Regions from separate parts of the Sus scrofa genome. Here region 1 is linked to region 2. Evidence: chromatin contacts called from public Hi-C data. All regions are on one chromosome and are shown on one strand. Each heading gives the region's core, a stretch centred on a gene start, on an enhancer-like site or on the middle of the called end of the contact. The rest is flanking DNA. Distances are from core to core; before and after follow the strand shown. Region 1 holds the start of LAMTOR5 (ragulator complex protein LAMTOR5). Region 2 overlaps CYM (chymosin).

Region 1 (5,160 bases), core at 2,184-4,683, 62 kb after region 2:
GGATCTGGAGTTGCTGTGCCTGTGGTGTAGGCGGGTAGCAAGAGCTCCAATTAGACCCCTAGCCTGGGAACCTCCATGTGCTGTCGGTGTGGCCCTCAAAAGACAAAAAAAAAAAGTAGTTAAAGCTGAGGACTTCAAGCTCCTTTATGCAATACAGAGTCTTTTTCTCAAAAATACCACCAAGATTCATTAAATCTTAAGGGATTACTACTGGGTTCCACAGTGCTCAGGATGCAGAAATGGAGAAAACACTCTTTCCGTCTTGAAAAGTAAACATATGAAAATTACAATGCAGAGTCCCCTGGTGGCCTGGCAATTAAGGATCCAGCGTTATCACTGCAGCAGCTTGGGTCACTGCTGTGGCAAAGGTATGATCCCTGGCCTGGGAACATCAGCGTGCTGTGGGCATGACCAAGAATAAACACAAAAAAAGAAAAACTTGCAATGCAATGAGGCAATATGGGTACCTTCGGACTTTTCCTGTCACCTCAAAAGTGGTTATCTGCACTCAAAACTAAGCCTAAAGAATCCTCAAATATGCTACAAGCTGAAGAAAGCAGAAAACACTTAGGGGTCAGAGACCTACTCCAACTAACCATGGCCCCAGGCCCCAGCATTTCTCCAGCTTATATAAAACACCTCACTCGCTCTGCCCATCTGGGCAGAGGCAAAACAGCAGCAGGACACAGAAAGACCGGGTGGTGTGGAAGAGCCTGCCTTCCACCTCCAGAGCAACGAGGATGTCTGAGCCGGCCGTCCTCCTCTTCCTCTTTGTTCACTCTCCCTTCAGAGACCTGCCTTAACAGCACCAAAAGATCACCAGCTTTTCTGAGAATCCTATAATCACTGGTCTGGCTTTGAGATAATCAGAGGTAGCCTGAAGCTCCATTACCCAGTGCTGACCAGCAGCCACACACGGCTATTGAGCACTTGAAATATGGCTGGTCTGAAGGGAAACATGCTGTCTGTGTAAAATAAACTCCAGATTTTGAAGACTTAGTCTGCGGGGGGGGGGGGGGAGAATGCAAAAAACAAACAAACAAAACAACAACGACAACAACAACAAAAAAACCTCTGTATTTTTTAAATTGATTACATGGTGAAATGATAGTATTTTGGACACAGTATATGGATACATAAAATATTAAAATTAATTCCACCTGTTTAAGTTTTTTAGTGTGGCTACCAAGACATTTAAAATTACGTTTCTGGAGTTCCCATCGTGGCTCAGTGGTTAATGAATCTGACTAGGAACCATGAAGTTGCGGGTTCGATCCCTGGCCTTGCTCAGTGGGTTAAGGATCCGGCGTTGCCGTGACCTGTGGTGTAGGTTGCAGACGCGGCTTGGATCCCGAGTTGCTGTGGCTCTGGTGCAGGCCAGTGGCTATCGCTCCGATTCGACCCCTAGCCTGGGAACCTCCACATGCCGTGGGAGCAGCCCAAGAAATTGCAAAAAAAATAAATAAATAAAAAATAAATAAAATTACGTTTCTTACCAATGAGATCCTGCTGTGTAGCACTGGGAACTACATATACTCAAATGATGGAGCATGATAATGAGCGAAAATAGAATGTCTACATGTATGTGTAACTGGGTCACCATGCTGTACAGTAGAAAAAAAATTGTATGGTGAAATAACTATTAAAATAATAATAAATAAATAAACAAACAAAATTACGTTTCTATTGGACAGCGCTGCCTCGAAGGTTAAAAAAAGCCAGAGCTGAGAAGCCCTAGACCAGCAGAGCTTTACACCACATGGACCACAAGGGGGCGGTACTGCAGTACCCAGCTGCCTCGGTACTGCAGGACAAGTGGGCGGGCTCCCGACGTTTTTTAATGCTATCTTTTAAGAGTGGTTTTAAACTGCTTTTTCTAAAATTTAAATGTCGCATATTATAGTAACCCCTAAGTTAATATAAATCATTTCTCTAGGCCAGGAGTCTAAAACTCCTGAATTACGACATTCAAGGCTGGAATTTTAAGGAAGCTGAAAGTTTCTCACCATCACAGCTAGGGAATAAAGAGGGACTCTTGAATTCAAGGCAAGAGGAACCGGGAAGCTGTGCCCCAGAACAGAAGTGAAAGCTGAGTAAAGCTGGAAAGTGAATAAAAGCTGGAGGAGAGAGGGCTGGAGAAAAGGGAGGTCGAGGTGTGCTGCCAGGAGGATTACAGGGAGCGGGTAGAGGCTTATGGGGGGATGGGTGAGCCTCTGGGCACACTCCCATTCTCATCAAAATGCTACCAATCTGAGTGTAAACTGGAACCACCTTTCTGGGGGGTAACTTGTAAGTGTATATTAAAAGACTTTAAAACCTTGACCCAATAATTCCATTCTTGTAACTTACTATAAGAAAAAATTTAAACTGCACAAATATTTGGCCATAAGAATATTCATCCAGCATTTGTCACAGCCAAAACCCAAACATAACAACGACAACAACAAAACTATAAGCAACCTAACTGTACATTAATAAGGGGTTGGTTAAGCTATAATATGTAATATTTTCTAAGTATTACAAATGCCGTAAATGAACTTTATGTCAGAAAGACATTTTTGCTAAATTTTGTGAAAAAGATAAGCTACAGAATTGTTTGTACAATATGTGTGTCAACTTAGCTTTAAAAAAGAAAAAACAATAACACAAAGTATACATTTGCAAAGACAACCAACCGGCGGAAAGAATATTCTCCAAGGCCTTATCAGTCATCTCCGGACAAAGACAATGGGTGGGCTTTCTTTCCTTATTTTTACAACTGCTTTTTTTTTTAATTTTTGTCTTTATGTCTTTTCTAGGGCCGCTCCTGCGGCATATGGAGGTTCCCAGGCTAGGGGTCGAATCGGAGCTGTAGTAGCCCGCCTACGCCAGAGCCACCACAGCAACGTGGGATCGAGCCGGGTCTGCGACCTACACCACAGCTCACCGCAACGCCGGATCTTTAACCCACTAAGCAAGCCAGGGATCGAACATACAACCTCATGGTTCCTAGTCGGATTCGTTAGCCACTGAGCCACGACCAGAACTCCCTATAACTGCTTTTGTAATTAACTTTTTTTAAAGGTTACTTTTTAAGTGGTCCTACCCAGTCTTTATTACAATGACACCTTCTTTCTCAAACGTTCCCGAATCCTCTCCAAAGAGGAAGAACCAACGTCTTCGAAAAATCGCAACACTTGCCCCCCTACCCAGCTTGGGGTTTTAATTTTGTTCCGCCTCATCCTCTAGTCCCTTGTCCTTCCTCTCTTTGTCCCTCCAAGCCTGGGGAACCCTTCATCGGAATCCTGTGTCTCTCTTGTCTGTCCCTGCCCTACCACCTGGATGGGACCCCGCGGGGCCGGCCGGATTATTGTAAAACTTCAACCAGACCTGGCCCGACTTCTCGGAGTCGGTGGAATCGAAATCCAAAGGTCTGTACGGCGGAGACAAAGGGACAGGCCAGGAAGCTGGCTCCAAGGGAAGACTACAGACCTCCCTCCCGGGGGTACATCCCGCGCGGTCCCCTCGCGGGTCGCACCCCAGGCAGCAGAACCCCGCCCAGCTCGCGGCGGCAGAGGGCGCGTAATGACATCATCCCGGAGAAAACGCCGAGACTGCGCCACGAAGTTTGTCCCTTTGGAGGCGCCGTCCAGGTCCGCGTCCTGCTCGCATCATGTGACTGACCAAGCGGAGCCGGAGACCAGTTTCCTAGGAGAAGACCCACCGTGGGTGGTGCGCCCGGCGGACGGCGGCGGGATGGAAGCAACCTTGGAGCAGCACTTGGAGGACACGTAAGTAATGTGGCCACGTCGGCCTGTCCTGGGTTCGCGGCGGGCCTGTCCTTGAGCGCAACAGAAGGCGCGAGCTGTGACTGCCCGCTGGGCTTCTTGGGGACGTTCTCTCCCCGGGCCGCCGATGGGAGTGGAGGGTAACCCGGAATTAAATCCCGCCGGTGCTCCGCACACTCCCTCCGGAACAAGTGTCCCGGGTCCGAGCCCAAATCCCGCCTGTCGTGTAGAAATTGTTTGGGCGGGGCCGTTCTTTAGGAGTTTTAGGAACCGAGTTCATTTGGGGGAAGGAGGTACCTACCACCTGTATCTTCAGTGTAAACGTAAACACACACGCGTACCTCCTTCTGGTGTAACCAGTTATTTGGTGCTCAAGAAGATGAAAGACATCCTTTAAATTTTTCGAACAGATAGTGTCTACGTAAAATCCAAAATTAGAAAAGTTTAAGACGGCGTACAGGGAGACACCTCCCTTGCATCAGGGCCGCTCAGCTTCCCACTTCCTCTCCATGGGGCAACCAGTTTTAGTTAGCTTTTCAGCAGTTCTTTCAAGTGAGAGAGTAGGCTAAAATACATATTTTTAACGAGGGCAACAAAATCCTAGCTATTGCAACGTTTGTAGCCCTCCAAAGCTTAGCAGTACCTGGCAGTCTTTTCTCTCATCAGAGAGAAATTAGTTTAACCATCATTAAAGTTAGCTTATTATGATTTAATGTAATTTTTCTTGGAGTAGGGATGAGGGATAAAGAAAAAAGACTAACACTGATTTAAAGCACTTAACAGCAGTGCTGGGTACATAGAAAGCCTGTGTGTGTTATATTTAAATCCATTTTTCCTACATCATTTGCTTCTTTCTTCCTGTGTCCCTGGAATTAGAATGAAGAATCCATCCATTGTTGGAGTCCTGTGCACAGATTCACAAGGACTCAATCTGGGATGTAAGTATCTGACAACAGCCCTTCCAGGGATTGCACAGCACTTGATGTTGACTGGGAGCCTAGGGTGCTTTCTCTAGTTTGCATTTCCTGCCACCCTGCCACTTTTGGGGGACTTTTCTGTAAATAGAGATCATCTCCCAATAGCAAAATTAGAAAACTGAATGTTTTCAGTTGATACTTATAAAGGTGGAGATGTCCCTTGCAGTTCTAGCACTACATAGTTGTTTCTTCTAGAATAGTATTTGAATCATTCTAAACAGAGTCTAGAAAGGACTTCAGATAATGACAGCAGTTACCATTTATTGAATGTATTTTGGGACTGCTAAATTTCCCCAGTAACCCTGCCAGATGGATGGTGTTATTTTTTAGTTCAACTTCACTGAACAGTAAGTAGGCAGTAAAAATGAGGGGTGCAAGCTCAGACACACCTAGGTTCAACCCCCAGCCCTCCCCTG
Region 2 (5,607 bases), core at 326-2,825:
AAAGACAGGGTCATCTCATCAGAAAGTCCTAAACAAAAAATAACATATCCGTATTTGTTTACTGGTAACTTCTACTTGTTAAGTGTTGATTAAAACCTCACACGCTGTTCCTTCTGCCTATAATGCTCTCCCTTACAGCCACAGGCCTTCCTGCCTCTCGCATGTTTTTGCTCAAAGGTCACCTCCTCCTGGAGCCTTCCCTTCCCACCTGGCTTTAGAGCACAGCCGGCTCCCACAGCAGTCTCGTGTCATCCCGCCCGTCTCTCTCCCATGGCACTGAACACCATCCAACAGGCTGCACTGTTCACACTTCTTGTCTGCCAGGTCTGTGAGCCCCACAGCTCCGTGAGGATAGAGGTTCCTCGTGCTGCATTCACAGTGGGACACGGTGCATAGAGCAGAGCTTCACACCCAGGAGGTACTCAAAACACATGTACATGAAAAAAAGTATACATAAAACGTATATAGGAGTTCCCAACGTGGCTCAGTGGAAACAAACCCGATTAGCATCCATGAGGATGTGGGTTCGATCCCTGGCCCCTCTCAGTGGGTTAAGGATCTGGCATTGCTGTGGCTATGGTGTAGGTCAGCAGCTTTGGCCCCTAGCCTAGGAACTTCCATATGCTGCAAGTTCGACCCTGAAAAAACTAAGCAAAACAAAAAAATATTTGTGTGTATTATATGTCTACTGTGGCATATGGAAGGTCCCTGGCCAGGGGTCAGATCAGAGCTGCAGCTTCAGCCTACGCCCCTCCATAGAAACACAGGATCCTTAGCCGGCTGAGCGAGGCCAGGGATCAAACCCATGTCCTCACAGACACAACGTCGGTTCTTTAACCTGCTGAGCCACAAGAGAGACTCCAAAACATATTTTTTAATAAACAAAACAGATGACAATTCTTAGTAGCCTGAAGGAAACTAAGCAGCCAGGGGTCAGCCATGGGCATTCCTGCGGTTTAGAGGGTTTGGGTGAAGTGGCATCCCGTGCAGTGCGGGCGGCTTCTCAGAGGGGGATGTGTAAGCTGGCCTTGAAGGATGAAGCGCAGTTCACAGGTGACAGCAAGGAGAAAGGGACATCGGGCAAAGGGAACAGCATGGGTTGGTGGTGGGTGTGGCCTTGGCAGAAGGACCCACCAGATGTTTCTTCAGGCCTCAGCAGGAAGGTGTTGCACCCCCTGGCCGGTGGGGGCTCCAGCCCAGCCAGGGCTACTGGGCAGTGTCCTGGCTGTGTTTCTCTGCCTGCTCCAGGCTCTCCTTCACCCCACCGTCCTGCAGCCTGCTGCTTCCTGCCCGGGTGTGCCTTTGGCTCGCCCCTCCTGCTGTCTAGGGCTTCTTGCCAGGGCAACCTCCACGGCTCCCGGGATAGAGCTCTCCTTCCTTCTGCGGCTGCAAGCAAGAAACAAACTGCACAGCTCAGACAACAATCCATCATTTTGTCATAACATTTCCATTTCAAAGACTTCCTTTCCAAGCGCCTCTCTGGCCAAAGCTTCCTCTCATTCGCATGAGAAGAACTGGCAGGAAAATGAGTGACAGGGAGGGGAGAGGAGCTGGAAACAGGGCCTGAGGCCTCTCTGGGCCAGACCAGGGCACACCCTGGGGCAGAGGCAGGCAGGGCCTGGAGACTGTGGGTGTGCGGGTGTTTACCCTGGCGTCTTCGTGAGCTCCTGTTTCTCCACACTTAGGATTCACGCCACACAGTCAGAGACATGCCTGCTCATATCGAAAGGCCTAAGCCTTTCTGGGCCTCCACAGTGTGCCAGCAAGTTCCCTGGGCACTGAGGGTTCAGAGAGGAAAGATGCTGTGCTGTCCATTCGGGGACTTGAGCAGAGAGACCTACGTGTAATGGAATCGCAAAGGCTACGTAAACGCTGTCGTGAAGGTCCCTGCCTGCCTGGCACTTAGGAAGCTGGGAGGTGGCAGTCTGGTGCGGTGGGGGGTGTCACGTTAGGGAGAGGAGCAGTTCACAGGCTGGAGAGAGCGGACAGGAGAAAGCAAGCAAAGGGAATGGCATGAACAAGTGCCCAGAGGCCAGCCTTGCAGGGTATGGGGTGTGGCCCTGGCAGCAGACAGGCAGCAGCAGGTGCATGGGGTTGGACATGAATGGCCACCGAGCTTCCTCAGCTGCCCCTCCTGGCCCTGGTTCTGGTCAGCAGGCAGCACTGGGGGGAGATACCAACCCTGCAGGGTCCCTCCCAGCATCTTAGCTCCTCACTGACCTCCAGGTTGGCTCTTGACAAGCACATGGCAGATGCCCCATCCAAGGCCCCTTTGTCACCTTGCAGACCCCCAGGGAGCCGGGACTGAAGCAGAGCCCATATGGGCCTCCTGGCAGAAACTTAAAACCCTGCAGGCAGCTCAGCCCCTTCTTCCCCTTTAGGGTCCTCCCAGGCTCACAGTGGGAGGGAGAAGGATACAGAGCAGGCCTGAGTGTGCAGTGAGGGCAGGTGGTTAGAAAGATGGAGAAGAAAGAAGGGATCAGCATCAAGAGGTATAAGGATGAGTGAGCCATTCATTCATTCACTCATTCATTCAGCAATACATGAGGGGGTATTCCATGAGCCAGGCCGCCAAACCATCAAAGGCAGGTGCACAGTGTCTGTCCTTGGGGAGCCCCGGTCCATAAAATAAAAATACCAAGCGTACCCTAGGGAAAGTGCTGGGCCCAGCAGAGGCCACAAGAGGGCACCAAACCCAGCCTGGCCAGGAGCATCCTGACCAGATCAGGACTCAAAGGAGATTCGAAGGACAATGAAAGGTTGGGCAAAAGGGTGGGAGCGTGGAGAACATTCCAAGCGGAGACTTCTGTGCAGCCAGGAGAAATCCCAGGAGTAGACTGAGGCTGGCAAGGCCCGTCAGCCCCAGGAAGGCGCTGTTTCACCCATCTGTCACCACCCTCTTGGGAGAGAGGCACCACGCAGGCTGGGAGGTGGAGGGAGGTTGCTGTGGGGGACCATTTGGTCCAAGCTTCTCACTTACAAAAGTCATCCTATCAATGCAAATATGACGATTAAAAACTTTCTCCATGATCTCCAGTTGAGGTTTGGATGTTTAAAATACCATTTAGGTGTAATCCATTGAAATATAACAGTTTTTGTGAGCGTGTTCAGCTTTTTTTTTTTTTCTTTTAATCTACAAAAAGCCTAAAAATAATGACAGTGGCCCAGTTCTGTCTTATTCCTGGCAAACAGGCAGTATTGGTCTTAGGGAAGATAAGTGAGGCTTCAAGAAGCCACCTAATGCCAGGACTTACTCCCTGGCATCATGCTTGTCTCCCTGACCGCGGAAACCTCAAACTCCAAGGCTGCCCTCCGTCGTCCAAGTCCTGGGACATTCTCCCTCCTCCTCTGCCCCAGGCCACCCCAGACCCCTCACCTCCCCCTGGATGCTGCCTGAGGCCGCCCCCCTCCACGTCATCTCCCACCCCACAGCCCTGCCCCTTCCCTGCCGGGGACCACTGTGCACCGCCAAAGACCCAGAAAGCCCCTGCCACAGCCTCTTCACTGCCCTGAGTCCCTCAGCTCGTTTGTCCTTGGGCACAGCTGGGAAAGACCCCAGGAGATGCCCCCGGAAGGGCCTGTCAACAGGACCCCTTCGGCAGCTCCTGGTGGAGAACAGCCACCCCCTCACTCCCTCTCCCCCTCACCCCCTCTGCTCCCACTGATGAAGTGTCACAGGCAAGCCTGCAGCTTCAGGCTCTCAGAGACGTGCCACCTGACTCTGCGGCCCCTCTGCTCGCTGTGGGCGGGGTGACCGGATAGGGCGGGGGCGGGGCTAGGTACTGACCCGGCCCCGCCCCCTCCTAAGGCCTTCGAGAGCTCAGCTCCCATCCAGGCTTAGAGCTCGGTCTGTCTATGGAGGGGCCAGGCTGGCTGTGGTTTAGAAAAGCGAAGCCTAGCCGATTGTACTGTCCCCTGGAGGGGAAAAAAAATGTCAAAAAGAAGGGGTGCAGAGAGAAAGGAAAGAGAGAGCCAACGTGCACGGCTCGCAGCCGAGCACAGTCCAGGGACCCAGCGCTGGGGTCTCCCCAAGAGGCTGATCTGCCTGGACCCCACAGCTCCTCCCAGCAGCGTGGCTGAGAAAAACCTCTTATATACGCCCCTGGGGGTTCATTCTGACCCCTGTGATGTTTGTATTTCCTGTGCGGCCTCTCTCCACCTCAGGACGGGCTGCGGGGACCTGGGAGCACGAGTGGTCTATTCACTGACATCTGGGGTCCTAGCGGAGGGTCCCCGGCCACGCAGCCGCTCTCCGGGCGCTGGTCAGGTGTGGCGCCTCTAAGACGGAGGATGGGACTCTGGGCGGTGGTTCCTCCCCAACATATCGGCAACCTCAGGCCCCTCAGACCTCCGGGGTGCCCTCTGCCTATTCCACTAACCTCCTTCTCTTGACGGCAGCCAGGCCTTCCTCCGCAGAGCCCCTGAGCTGCTCTCACGGGGCCAATAATCTCTACTCAATCCCACGCCAAGCCCTTGCTCCCCAGGCACTGGTTTCCTCCTGCACGGGTCTCCCCGCCCTACGTGCTCTTTCCCCAGAAAGATGCAGAGCGGCCAACAGGACCGCCAGACAGGTCTTGCTTTTAAAACCTGGCCTGGGCTTGAAATGGCCGATTCCCCGCGAAAGTCTCCACCCATCACAGCGTCCCCTCCCTCCCCCACCCCTGTGGCCCCAGCTCTGCCCGACACACCACGTGACTCACATCCATCCCCCCCCACCCCGCCAGCGGGGCAGGGATTCACCACCCAAAGAAAGCCAGGCATTGCAGAATGTAGTATTTATTGAGAATCACCTACCCCAAAACCTCATTTATGTGTGTACATGCATAAATGTGTGCGCGCACACGCGTGTGTACATGTGTGTACGTGGCGGGGGTGGGGGGCGACAGCGAGGTTTGTAGTCAGGGTGCCTTCAGATGGCCTTGGCCAGCCCCACGCGGTTGTTGGCTCTGTCAAAGACGCTGTAATACTCCTGGATGAAGACAACTCCCAGGATCCAGTGCTGAGACTTACTGTCACCCTGGAAGCCACTGGTGCAGAAGCCCTGGTCCTGGGAAAGAAGAGGGTGGCATGGAGCTGGCCCCAACCCCTGTGGCTGCGCCTGAGGATAGGCCTTTCCCGTCCCCTCCCTCCTGTCACTCTCCCATCTATCATCTCCTCGCATCCTTGAAATCACTTCTCAGGTAAGCATACAAGTATCAGACTCACCCACTCGACAATGAAGAAATCAAGACTCCACAATCCAGGATCACCTGGTGGTCCCAGCCGCCTGCCCCCCACCCTCCTGCTCTCAGCCCCTGTGGCCCCTGATGACCAGCCTGGGGCCTAAGGCTTTGCCTGTTTGGGACCAAGGCCAGAAGGCCAGTGGAGACAACAGTCCAGTCCCCACAAAGTCCAGGCTGTTAAGAAAAATCCTGGACAAAGCCCCAGCCCCAGGGCTCAGGAGCTAGCTCAGCAGACCGAGGTTCCTACAGGTGACCTTGTCCTGCCCACTCCACCCACTCGCCAGGCACTGGGCTCTGCCCTTTCTGGGCTCCATTTCTCCCAAGATGAGGCTGTGGCACCACAGATGAGGCCCAAGGACAACAGGGCCCCATTCCGAAGGGCCAG

Evidence for each region. Hi-C and Micro-C count contacts between places; a contact is called where the count stands out from the background.
Region 1: a Hi-C map of fetal skeletal muscle shows a contact between it and region 2, with 1.6 times the contacts expected there. The contact joins the promoter of LAMTOR5 here to the enhancer-like site in region 2. A contact is called at or near these places in 5 of 47 Hi-C or Micro-C datasets (adipocytes, embryonic fibroblasts, fetal skeletal muscle and 1 more).

What each region holds. Positions count from the first base shown.
Region 1 is chr4:109,719,231-109,724,390 of Sscrofa11.1, forward strand. It overlaps LAMTOR5 (ragulator complex protein LAMTOR5), which reads left to right and starts at 3,434. Exons shown (of 4, transcript XM_013997277.2): 1 at 3,434-3,770; 2 at 4,644-4,705. The coding sequence starts at 3,565.
Region 2 is chr4:109,658,871-109,664,477 of Sscrofa11.1, forward strand. CYM (chymosin) reads right to left here. Exons shown (of 9, transcript XM_021090799.1): 9 at 4,821-5,047. The coding sequence ends at 4,910. Among named protein-coding and RNA genes, the nearest start is that of CYM, 13 kb to the right of the region's middle. Within about 2 kb of position 1,576, at least 7 of the 83 cell types and tissues checked have an H3K27ac peak or open chromatin away from gene starts, as enhancers often do. A contact at or near this core is called in fetal skeletal muscle, where this site is marked.